Linked DNA regions of Mus musculus: regions 1, 2 and 4 are each linked to region 3. A link is a contact called in public HiChIP or PLAC-seq data. All regions are on one chromosome and are shown on one strand. Each heading gives the region's core, a stretch centred on a gene start, on an enhancer-like site or on the middle of the called end of the contact. The rest is flanking DNA. Distances are from core to core; before and after follow the strand shown. Region 1 has its middle 47 kb from the start of 1700108F19Rik. Region 2 overlaps Tsc22d1 (TSC22 domain family, member 1). Region 3 has its middle 45 kb from the start of Lacc1. Region 4 overlaps 1700105F02Rik (a long non-coding RNA gene).

Evidence for each region. HiChIP or PLAC-seq counts read pairs in DNA pulled down with a chosen protein or histone mark.
Region 1: an H3K27ac HiChIP or PLAC-seq map of embryonic stem cells shows a contact between it and region 3, with 5 read pairs. The contact joins two enhancer-like sites. A contact is called at or near these places in 1 of 15 datasets of contacts at CTCF or cohesin (the NIH/3T3 cell line), 15 of 484 Hi-C or Micro-C datasets (LSK cells, bone marrow-derived macrophages, brown adipocytes and 9 more), 7 of 115 datasets of contacts at active chromatin or transcription factors (embryonic stem cells, fibro-adipogenic progenitors, neural progenitor cells and 1 more) and 1 of 9 other capture datasets (embryonic stem cells).
Region 2: an H3K27ac HiChIP or PLAC-seq map of the NIH/3T3 cell line shows a contact between it and region 3, with 10 times the contacts expected there. The contact joins two enhancer-like sites. A contact is called at or near these places in 3 of 39 promoter capture datasets (the 3T3-L1 cell line and embryonic stem cells), 7 of 15 datasets of contacts at CTCF or cohesin (CD8 T cells, the NIH/3T3 cell line, embryonic stem cells and 2 more), 153 of 484 Hi-C or Micro-C datasets (the 4T1 cell line, the AML12 cell line, B cells and 82 more), 33 of 115 datasets of contacts at active chromatin or transcription factors (the 230-238 cell line, the NIH/3T3 cell line, PVALB interneurons and 17 more) and 6 of 9 other capture datasets (adipose tissue, bone marrow-derived macrophages, embryonic stem cells and 3 more).
Region 4: a contact with region 3 is called in a CTCF HiChIP or PLAC-seq map of the NIH/3T3 cell line, with 7 read pairs. The contact joins two enhancer-like sites. A contact is called at or near these places in 1 of 15 datasets of contacts at CTCF or cohesin (the NIH/3T3 cell line), 5 of 484 Hi-C or Micro-C datasets (the Ba/F3 cell line, bone marrow-derived macrophages, cortical neurons and 1 more), 4 of 115 datasets of contacts at active chromatin or transcription factors (all in embryonic stem cells) and 1 of 9 other capture datasets (embryonic stem cells).

What each region holds. Positions count from the first base shown.
Region 1 is chr14:76,629,088-76,631,787 of GRCm38.p6, reverse strand. No RefSeq gene overlaps it. Among named protein-coding and RNA genes, the nearest start is that of 1700108F19Rik, 47 kb to the left of the region's middle. Within about 2 kb of position 1,442, at least 62 of the 459 cell types and tissues checked have an H3K27ac peak or open chromatin away from gene starts, as enhancers often do. A contact at or near this core is called in embryonic stem cells, where this site is marked.
Region 2 is chr14:76,478,594-76,481,302 of GRCm38.p6, reverse strand. All of the region lies in intron 1 of Tsc22d1 (TSC22 domain family, member 1), which reads right to left. Among named protein-coding and RNA genes, the nearest start is that of 4930444M15Rik, 41 kb to the left of the region's middle. Within about 2 kb of position 1,357, at least 105 of the 459 cell types and tissues checked have an H3K27ac peak or open chromatin away from gene starts, as enhancers often do. A contact at or near this core is called in the HL-1 cell line, the NIH/3T3 cell line, the STO cell line and 2 more, where this site is marked.
Region 3 is chr14:76,990,497-76,993,223 of GRCm38.p6, reverse strand. No RefSeq gene overlaps it. Among named protein-coding and RNA genes, the nearest start is that of Lacc1, 45 kb to the left of the region's middle. Within about 2 kb of position 1,368, at least 12 of the 459 cell types and tissues checked have an H3K27ac peak or open chromatin away from gene starts, as enhancers often do. A contact at or near this core is called in the HL-1 cell line, the NIH/3T3 cell line, the STO cell line and 2 more, where this site is marked.
Region 4 is chr14:76,656,184-76,659,046 of GRCm38.p6, reverse strand. All of the region lies in intron 2 of 1700105F02Rik (a long non-coding RNA gene), which reads left to right. Among named protein-coding and RNA genes, the nearest start is that of 1700108F19Rik, 20 kb to the left of the region's middle. Within about 2 kb of position 1,431, at least 111 of the 459 cell types and tissues checked have an H3K27ac peak or open chromatin away from gene starts, as enhancers often do. A contact at or near this core is called in the NIH/3T3 cell line, where this site is marked.

The DNA.
Region 1 (2,700 bases), core at 193-2,692, 360 kb after region 3:
CATTAACTGGATGGTGTAACTGGATGGAGCAACCGCATGCTCATCACCAAGCACACCTGTCTCCTTAGAATACGCTCTTGGCTCTGAAGCTTCTGACAAGGAAAGGTGACTGCCTTTTTACTCAGGCCAGACTCGGAGTAGCTCTGCCCTCACAGAGACTCCCTGAGGTCCTTCTTTGATGACACAGAGTTAAGGACTAGGGTTTTCATGGCTGTGAACCACCCTTCTCCCCCTAGTGAGAGCTCTCAGAAGAAACCTCCTTTCTTGTCAGCACCTCATCGCTTCACCAACTATGTATGTCTTTCCAGTTTCCAGTCAGCCTTGTCAACACCACCTCCAGCTTGCATGTCCCCTGGGCAGAGAATGGCAGCTTGCCTAGATGTCCCTTTGAGGAAAGAAAGGAAGGAAGGCATTTCCCACCACATGATTCCCTGCCCTTCACCTGCCTTTGTTTTGGAAGTCTTTCCTCCTCCAGATGCCACAGCCAGCATTGAAGCGTCCAGCAACTGATCCACCCATTGGCCTTCGTTTCGAAGTCACTGTCTGGCAAAGTCAGACCACAGTGAGGAGCTGTCAAGTCCATACTCAGGGCAAATGGGGGAACTCCCACAGTGGGTTTGGAGAAAGTTGAGGAGAGGCTAGAATAGTGTCAGGCATTTAATGTTGTAAGGGAAAACTCCTTTGTTTACTCATTTGTTCTTACAATCTGGATAGACCCATGGCCTCTTGGGAAATCACCACGGCTGGTCTCTCTAAAGTGAACCCAGGGCTACAGCTCTATCAGAGACTCCAAGTCTCTTGCCACCAAGCCCTACCTGCCCCAGAGACCCGTGCTCTGCATGCACTCAGACCCACAGAGAGCTTAAAGGAAGGTTCTTTTGGTAGAGAGCCAAGCAATAGAAAGGCCCCTTTCCCCAATGGCCCTCTCCTCTGCAGAGTCTGAGCGGTGTGCACTGACAGGCTCCCATCTGTGAGTGAAGAGAAAGGGCTAGGGGTGCTTGCTCGTGTTTTCCTAAAGATACCCAGTGATCCTAAAATGTATACCTGAGGCCAACTGGGAAGTGCTATTTTAACAAAGCACAGCTTAGGAAACAGTCTGCACGTGTCCTGTGACGAGCCAGCCCCAGAGAGGTTCCTGGCAGCATCTTATGGGTGACTAAGAGTGGAGTTAAGATCAGTAGGGTTTTCCAAACACAAGCCTCTCTCAGAGAGACTGATGTTTCTCACCTGCTCACCACAGCTTGCTTCAGTATGCTCCTGCCTCCCGTGATCTGAGAGGTGTGTTTTGCTGGACATACAGTGGAGCTCTTAAGATGTTCATAGATGTTATTGTCTAATCTCAGCTTGCTCCAGTTAGTCTCTCGACATAACTCTTAAACACAGGACAAGAGAGGCATGTGCCATACACGACAGGAAATGCACCCGTTCATTCCAGCAGCCTCTAGGGCGGAGCTCTGCTCTCCGGATGATGCAATTGGGGAATACCAGATGACTAAGGTCGGCTAGGGCAGATGTGAAAACAGATAATTAAAATAACACCAGCCAAATGCTGAGTAAGGTTTGTGCTGACAGCTGGGAGAAACGCAAAGAGGACATAATGAGTTTTGCCAGAGGGGGTCAAGGTGAGTTGCATAGGGGACAACCTCTGAACTGCTTCTTACCAGGTGAGCTAGCATGCGCATGAGAAAAGGAAAGGGGACAGATGTATACAAAGGCACGCAGGCCTGAGATCCTCTGACATGATTGCAGCGCCTGAGGTCCTTGTAAGTGGGAAGAACTGGAGCCGATGTGAGAGGTACTCTAGGCTGAGGGTCAGACATGAAGGCACACCAGAGGATCTGTGATAAATTCTTTAGTTAATGGGAAAACCATGGAGGGTATCAAGCACGGCTAGGATTTATCAGGTGTTAGAGAGACAAATTCAGCCACCAGCAAAACGAGGCATGAAAGCAAGAGGTCAGAAGTTGGTATCAAGGGCCAAATAAAAGATAATGGAATCCTGAAAAGATCTCTGTGACAAAATATCCGAGCTAACTTTTGTAAAGGAAGGAGATGATATCTTGGCTTACAGTTTCAAGACCCACCATCAATGGCTGTTGGCTCCATGAGGTTGAGCCAAGGGTAAAGAGCCAAAGTATCATGGTGGAAACATCATGGTGGAGCACATGATGTAATCAGAGCTGCTCCCTTCACAGCAGCCAGGAAGCAAAGATGGAGTGTAGTGAGAACCAGGGCTGCCATATACTTTTCAAGGGCATCCTCCTTAACCAACTCTCTCCCAGCAGGCCCGTCTCCTCATGTTCCACTGCATCCCAATAGCATCGCCATCTGGGAATCTTTGTGGGACATTTAAGGCCAAACTCAAACAGAGAACCAAGCATGAAGTCTTTAGAAAATGGTGTCGTTAACACTTAGTGGCTAATTAGATTTGAAGAATGAAGTAGGTTGTCAAGAGTGATTCTACAATTTTTAACTTGGCTAATGGAGTCAACGGTGATGATGATGATGATAACTAAGTTAGGGTGTAAATTACCCAAGTAGGCAAAAGGCCAGAGACTGAGATATCAAGCCTTGCACATCTGAAATGTTTTCAGTCCGCGGTAGGATGCTAAATGACCTAACAGAAGACGGTTTCATTTAGTCACAATTTCTCAATCAATTGCTTTATACTTAAGATGCCTCTGTTATTGTGGCTAGTAT
Region 2 (2,709 bases), core at 108-2,607, 510 kb after region 3:
TCTCTATAGTGTGCGTGTAAGAGACAGTGCAGCCAGTGCAACACTGGGGGAAACACTCCCATGACTTGATAACTACTGCAGCCATGTGTAAAATCCACAGCAGAGCCAGTGTTGGGACATTACAGAGACCCAGAAAAGCAGAGGGCTGCCTTGAATCATCAGTACCTTAGCCACTGCTCTCTCAGCGCTCATGAAACCACAGATAGGATCTTAATCTTGGGCCAGTGAATTCTATGTATTACCTTTATTTTTTTAAAGAATTACTTATTTTATGTATGAGTACACTGTCACTGTCTTCAGACACAGCAGAAGAGGGCATCAGATCCCATTACAGATGGTTGTGAGCCACAATGTGGTTGCTGGGAATTGAACTCAGGACCTCTGGAAGAGCAGTCAGGGCTCTTAACCGCTGAGCCATCTCTCCAGCACCTATAAATTACATTAAGACTGGAAAAACATGCAAATAACTAATGGCAGGAACAACGTCAGTAGACAACTTGGCTACCGTACAGACTCACAAAACCACCACAGACCCGGAAGCAGGGAAGAGCGAAGCTTTGATGAACACTAATGTTCTGGTCCAGGAGACAGACGACTTACCCAATGCTGTGTCACCAGAACCACAAACTGCTTTGAACAGCCAAACTCAGTGTGAGCCACCCCCGTACTCCGTGTCATCTCCTCCAAACAAACTGTCTACACACGAGAGGCTCAAGGACTGCAGGAAAGACCCCTTAGCATACTTTAGATGAGACCTTACATCTACAGGACGCCTCTCCCAGCACCACGGTGTGTCACCTTGCCACAGTGGCCTGTGATAAATAAAACTCAAGACGTCACAGTGCCTTCCTCCCCTCAACCGATATGACAAAACCCCTGAGAGAAGGCAGGGCTGGCCTGCCACTGTGTGCTATTTAATTTTGCAGAAAGCAGCCATGTTCTATCACACTAGACTAGAGACCAGCACTTGGCATTATTAATAGGAAAACTAACGCAAATAAAGGAAAAAAAAAAAAAAAGCAAGATGGAATCAGGCAGCGTTTAACTGCCCAGGTGCATGCCCTTGCCAGGGCCTCTATCCCTTCCCTTCCACCCCTCACTGCTCCATCTTAGTCCTTAGTCTACGCAGTCACTGCTATCTAGAGGGTTTCCTGATAACAACCACACTACATTGTACCGTTTAAGACACCAGGAAAGCCTGGGATGAGGCTCAGAGAGCATTCCATCATAAAAGTTAAACTGTAAAGCTCTGCTATATAAAACAGTTAACATTTAACAGAAAAACTTTGATTTCTGCATAACCACGAGCTTGCTCTGCACGGAACCAAAGGGAACCTACAAACATACAAGCCTGCCACCTTGTGGAACACATGCAGAATTACAACCTCCGAGCTAAATGTACTAAAATATACTAGATATTAAAAAACAGTAATCAAGATAACATATCCATTCTAAAACATTAAATATTAGTGGAGAGGTCCACTAGCATTCATTCAACTGGTTGTTATTAATGTTTTATTTAGTGAAATCATTTGGAATCAAAACTAAAGTTTCTCTTTAGACATGAGCAGAATTGCTCCCGTAGATAGTGGAATAAACTTGGGGTCTCATCCCCTCTTAGTTACAATAGCCACCACCTATGCTTAATGAACACAACACGGCAACTCCACTGCCCACCAACAGCACCACTGGACCAATTTTACCCTATGAAGGAGAATTCCTATACAATCTTTACTATTTCATAATTAGACTGCAATGAGTCCAAACTCTCAGAAGAATCTACTCATTACTTCTTGATAACAAACTGCCACAAAAGAGCCTGGTCTAAAATAGCGAATAAAAGACAGAAAAAACCATTGACTTTTTCCGAGTACCTGCTGCAGTCATGGATTTTTCAGAAAGCAGTAGCCTTTGGGGAAACACAGCCTCCTTTGACGCTGAGGGTTAGCCGTGGCTCTTGTGAGAACATGGGCTGCCAGGTTACAGAAACTCCTTGTGAATGTGGCTCAGTGCGATCCACAGAGCTTCCGATGGCCCTGGGTCTGGTCCTTTCCGGGTTCCTATAACAGTCTGCGTGTCCACCTTGGGGAGGAAATAATCCTACGGCCTAAGGGACTGACAAACTCTTAGAACAGTGCTAATGTACTTCCTGCTTCCAAGGATTTAGTTATTAAACCTGGACAGGATGGACAAAAGCTACAGAGACAAAAATGGAGAATCTGTTCCAAACGTCTTTTTTTTCAGATAAGGATTCCATCTTTTGGCGAAGTGTTTTCCTTTGTTCTGTTTTGTTCTTCACAAACAACAAAACAAAACTTGTAGGCGAGAAGCAGGGAGATCATTACTTTTTTTTTCTGCTCTACAATTCCATCTGAAGGAAACTGGAAAACTGACTATCTCCAAATCTCCAGAGAAAGGCTTCTCTCTCCCGTTGTGAGCCAGCATTCCTCAGGATGAGTCAGCATTCCTCATGCTGAGTCAGAGTCTCCCCCCACCTTCCTGTCCGGCCCTTCAGCCCCTCAGCCCCTCAGCACCAATGGCATACAATGGTATATCTGTGTCTCTTTCCCTCTTACCCACACACACACAGCAAACATCTAAGCACCGGGTCTTAAGAACGAAAACATGAGGAGCCACAGTTACCCTCCGAGTATGGTATTAATAATTCAAAATGGTTTAAGCTCTGGTATCAAAGTTAAGAGCTAACTG
Region 3 (2,727 bases), core at 119-2,618:
CCTTGGCTATAAAGAAAAAGCTTCTAGTGTTTGTTAACTGAAGACTGCCCACACTCCAGAACCAGCCTGCCTTCTGCAGCTCAGCCAGCAGTCACATCATCACCAGCCACCAACACCACGCATTTCCACTGTCCTTGTGGGGTGCATACCCTTTATGAAACCCATGCTGCACAGCTTGCCCTCTTCTTGTCCATCCTCAGTCTGAGGCAGCCATTCATTCTCTCCACCACCCACCCCAATAAATCTCCTGCGCTGGGTCCGTTCTGTGCTGTGATCTTTGCGACATTCCTTGCCCTCTGATTGCCTGCAAATCCCTAATACCTAGTTGAAAGAAAACTATGCATCCATTAGCTATGCATGTAAATAAATGCATCTATATGTATACATGCATGTGTATATGTTTTACTGTTCTATATATTCTTTGAAAGAGATAAATAAATGGAAAATGTTATTGGCCTTGTTCCTTTGGATCAAAGATTTCTTTTTTATCATGACATAAATCACTTGATACAGATAAAGAGCCAGAGTAATTTCAGAGGAGAATGTTCAGCCTACTTCTATGCTAATAATGGATCCTACCTCATGGCTATTTTTGAAAAACTCCTCAGCCTGTTTAAAAAGGCTGGAATTTATCAATTTGAATATTTCCATGACACCAGCTTTATATTTCTCCATCTGAACTTCACATAATTGCTTCTGACTAGAAGATAGGTAATTTGCCTAGCTTCTTTATTTAAAAAAAAAAAATCAAAAACCAACAAGGCAAAATGTGGAGAGTTTCCAAGATTATTTCTATTCTTTTCTTTACCTTGTTAAAGCTAAACTACTTAAATAGCCAATTCCAACTAATATCTATTCTCTTAACTATTCTGAAAGTTTGTAGGATTGTAGTTTTTTTTTTTTTTAATTGGGATCTACAGAAAACTTGTGTAACTTACACTACCTTCTCTTAGAAGTTGCATCCTGGGCTGGAGAGGTGGCTTAGCGCTTAAGAGCACCAACTGCTCTTCCAAAGGTCCTGAGTTCAAATCTCAGCAACCACATGGTGGCTCACAACCATCCTAACAAGATCTGACACCTTCTTCTGGAGTGTCTGAAGACAGCTACAGTGTATTCACATATAATAAATAAATAAATCTTTAAAAAAAAAAAAAAGAAGTTGCATCCTTTTTTTTTTTTTTTTTTTTTTTTCAAGACTCAGCCATGTCTCTCCCATAAAGACTGAATTGTTTTGCAGGTTTCCTACTTTGGAGTATTCTATCAAATTTCCTTCAAGCTGTTGATTCAATCATTGCACCCTGCATTGTAAGTATGAGTCAACTAAACTTATCATAATGTCTTCCTTCTCTTTATTTTGAGGAATTGGATTAGCATGCTAATGGATTTCTTTTCTGTGAGTCAGCCTTATTATTTTTATGGTGAAAGTTCCTGCTTTGTTTGGACATCTCTGGATTTAATTTCATTGATGAATGGTGGTTGAACTTTTCTTTCCCTTGCATGAGATCCTTTGTTTTGTCCTTTCCTTTTCTCTTTCTTCCTATGTAGGAGTCCCATGCTATTGCTCATCTCTGAAAGATAGTTCACACATTGTTCAGGTATATAATTCCAGCTTCCTTTGTCCTACAGTATGAAAAAAAAAACCCAACAACAATTAGATTAAAAGTCTTTGAAAATGAATGCAAGAGGTTGAGAGAAATAACCTGAATTTTCTAAGAACTTTCAGTATGTGAGCATCAGAACCAGACCCCAAAAGCTTTCCCTCTGATCTCAGGTTCTTTTGTTGTGGGTTGTGTTGTCTCTACGTTGAAGGAGAACAATGGCTGGGAGACAAAAGGCAAAGGAAGATCTTCCAGTATAGATACTGCCTTTCCCTTGGGTCACTGAGAGTCCATTGGTATTCTAAAGGAATGACATTACCATTTTTATCAATCATCCATTAATTACATATGCTGCTATGGGCATGTAGGGATGCAGATACCAACCGATATTTACTGAACAAAACCTTGTCCAGGAACTTGCCATATCATCTAATTTCTCACTATTATCTTTTAAGAGGATAACTGCTAATCTCATTTTCCAAACAAACAAAGAGACACAGAAATAAAATGACTTCCCAAAGCCATAAAGCTAGTAGTAAATATGTAAGTTCAAGAACTCAGGTGACCCTAAATTCATTTAATTTTTATTGTATAACAGAGCATGTTCATTAACACCTTTACATGTGCCCAAATGTCACATGTTATCTGATCCAAGTTCTACAAAGCACTTAGAGTAGATATATCTGTAGACCTAGAAAGTAGCTTAACAGTGCTTCTGCCCAGGGTAGAGAGAAAGGTCATGTCTGAGAATGGGCACATTCCTTTTTGTAAGCAAAGACACAGTGAAACCACAAAAGTAAACTGCTCTGTGGGTTGGTTGAAAGAAAGGTTTACTGGTGACCAAGCAGCCAATGCTATCTCATAGGAAGGGGAGGCACAGGAAAAAGCAAAATGGAAGGAAGAAAGAAAGAGAGAGAGAGAGAGAGAGAGAGAGAGAGAGAGAGAGAGAGGAGAAGAGACCATGACAAGGAAGTAAGCTCAGGAAGGAATTTGACATTAGAGCATGACAAAAGAGTAAGTTCAGGCAGGGACCTGACATTGGCCAAGGACAAGGAAGTAAGAATCTGGTTTTAGGGTAGAACAAAGAAGTAGGCTCAGATATCTTGATCATCCTTAGAAACAGCCGGAG
Region 4 (2,863 bases), core at 182-2,681, 330 kb after region 3:
TTTCTGACGTGTTTTCTTTTTTTTTTTTTCTTTCCATTTTTTATTAGGTATTTAGCGCATTTACATTTCCAATGCTATACCAAAAGTCCCCCATACCCACCCACCCCCACTCCCCTACCCGCCCACTCCCCCTTTTTGGCCCTGGCGTTCCCCTGTTCTGGGGCATATAAAGTTTGACGTGTTTTCTTAACAGGACACCACAGTCCAAGAGACAGGGGGAGGTGACACAAGGAGAATGACAGGATTTTTTTCCCTCACTCAGGAAGACCGACCAGAAAGCCGCCCCTAGTCTGTGACCTCCAAAGATGTAGAAGAGTATTTCAGGTAGCGAGGCTAGTAAGCTTGCCATCCACCTATGGGCTAGCATCCACTGAAGAATGCTCTGTATTCTGAGGTTTTAAAAATCACGTGCTCAGAGATATCCCCTGCCAGCCTTCACTCCTGACCTCTAGAAGGGACCACTGCCCTGTTCTCACCGTCTTACTGGCCTTCCAAAAGCATTGCCCACGCAGACCAGACCAGTTATCTAATTTCCTTCTGCTCAGCCCCCAGGAGCTATTTTGGGCTTGGTCTGTGTGTGTCCTCCACTTTCCTGCCAGGACTGACTCAGCCCCTCTCCTCTCCTGGGACTCTTTTCTTTAAAAAAAAAAAAAAAAAAAAAAAACAAAAAAACCTTTGAAAGATGCTGCATGCTTCCTCTAGGGCAGCACGTGGTGCCTGACTCAACTTGGCGTGCTGCCAGGAAGTTTCAAGTACCACCCTGCAGGCCAGCAGAAGGGGTAGGGAGGGAAGGCAGCGCCACAGCATCAGCATCTATAGTTCAAGCCCCTCTCTTGCTTACCTACCTACCGCAGCTCTGTTGTGAGACCTGTGAGGGTCTACATGCAGCAGGCCGAGTGTCTACATGCAGCAGGCCGAGTGTCTAAGCCTTGGCTTTCCCTTTTCTCCACCCATAATGCACCTGCCTTTGTCTAATTCCTGCTGGTCTCATCTTGATCCCCAGCACAGCCTAAACACTCTTCTCTGGTTCTCCAACCCACCCAACAGAACTGACCCTCCTTACTTGTCTGTCTCCCATCTCATCTCCTCCTGCTACACTGTCTCTATATGGCTAACTCAACCCTGTGCTTTGAGGGCTCCCGCATCCCATATGCTTTTTATATATAGAATTTGATTTGATTGTGTTATCCAAGTAAAGTGTTAAGAGGGCAAGATAAAAGAAGAGGAGGGGGGTTGAAGAAGAGGGACTTAAAAGCCTTTGGTTAGTGGAAATTGAGAAGCCCCTCCAAATTACCATGCCTGACTTTGTGAATTAGCATCAGGCTGATGATGAATCAGCTCGAAACAATGGCTGCATCTCTAACCTCTGCTGCCTAGAAAAAGCCGCCCAAGGCCAGCAGCTCCCTGGGCCAAGTAGGTAAAATCAGTGTGAGGATGGGAGCCAGATATTAAACAGCAGGGAGTGATGGTGTCATGGAAACACAGTGTAGACAGCCTCGCCCAGCAAAACACTCAAATTCAAATTTAAACACACTCAGAGCCAGCGTAAAGCTCGGGTCAGAGTCAAACAGCTAGATCTGCCAACACGGTGCTCTGCATTGTCAGTAGAAAGGCTCCGGTTCCCCTTTTCTACATTTGACATGTTAAATGGAGTGCAGTTATAGAGCATAGATAGATAGAGCATCATTCTGACTACGTTGAGCTACAATCCATCATGTTTCTGTGGATGAAGATATCACAGTCTCCAGTTCTAAATGTGAGGAATGCCACAGAGGTGTATTTTTGGTGAACAAAGAGGCTATGGGATCAACATCTGAGGCTTGGAACCTCACTGGGGAGGCAAGAGAAAACTCCCAGCACAAGCAGATTGTTATCTTACCATATCTCAAAGTCACAATTATCCCACCTCTCTCAACACTTCAGCCCAGCCAAAATGCCTACAGGTGATGCGTCCCCCGCCCCCACCTCTTAGACCACGGTCTGAACACATCACCTTTACCAGGCTTTCTCTGTCAGCCTTGTCTCTTCTTTTTCTACTCCATCCCAAATGCTACCTGAGGACTGTGTGCTTCCCAGGGCAGTGCTTGCCCACCCTAGATTGCAACTGTGATATGTATTGGCACCAGAGTGGCAAAAGCAGGACCGAATCTGATTCATCAAAAGCTGCCTGGTTCGACACACATGCTCATTTGTTGGCATTGCATAAATAAACAAAGGAAAGGAAGGAAGGAAGGAAGGAAGGAAGGAAGGAAGGAAGGAAGGAAGGAGGGAAGGAGGGAAGGAGGGAAGGAGGGAAGGAGGGAAGGAAGGAAGAGAAGAAGCAGCAGCAAGATTTCAGGTAAACTGCTGGCCAGGCCTCCTCAGGTCACATCACACATAGTCTTCTCAAAGGGCAGAGACAAACTTTCAGTCAGAAATTCTCAAGCCTGAGTGTTTTATGCACATTTAATCTGCACAATAACCTCCATAATGTAAATTCTGCCATATTTGTTTTCTCTCTCTCTCTCTCTCTCTCTCTCTCTCCTCTCCTCCCCTCCCCTCCCCTCTCCTCTCCTTTCCCTGTGTGTCTCTCTCTTGCTCTCTCTCCCTGCCTTCCTCCCACTTTCCTTCCCTCCCTCTATTCCTTCCTTGCTGTCTTCTTCCCTTTCTTTCTTTTTTGAGCCAGGGTCTATGTGTGCCAGGCTAGCCTCTAACTCGCTGTGTAGCCAGTGATGACTTGGAACTCCCAATACTCCTGCCTTCACCTCCCAAGTGGGATTACAGACATGCACTGCCACACCCAGTTTCTGCAGTGCTAATGATTGAACCCAGGGCTTCCTGCATACTAGGCAAGCATCTTCCGAAACACACACACACACACACA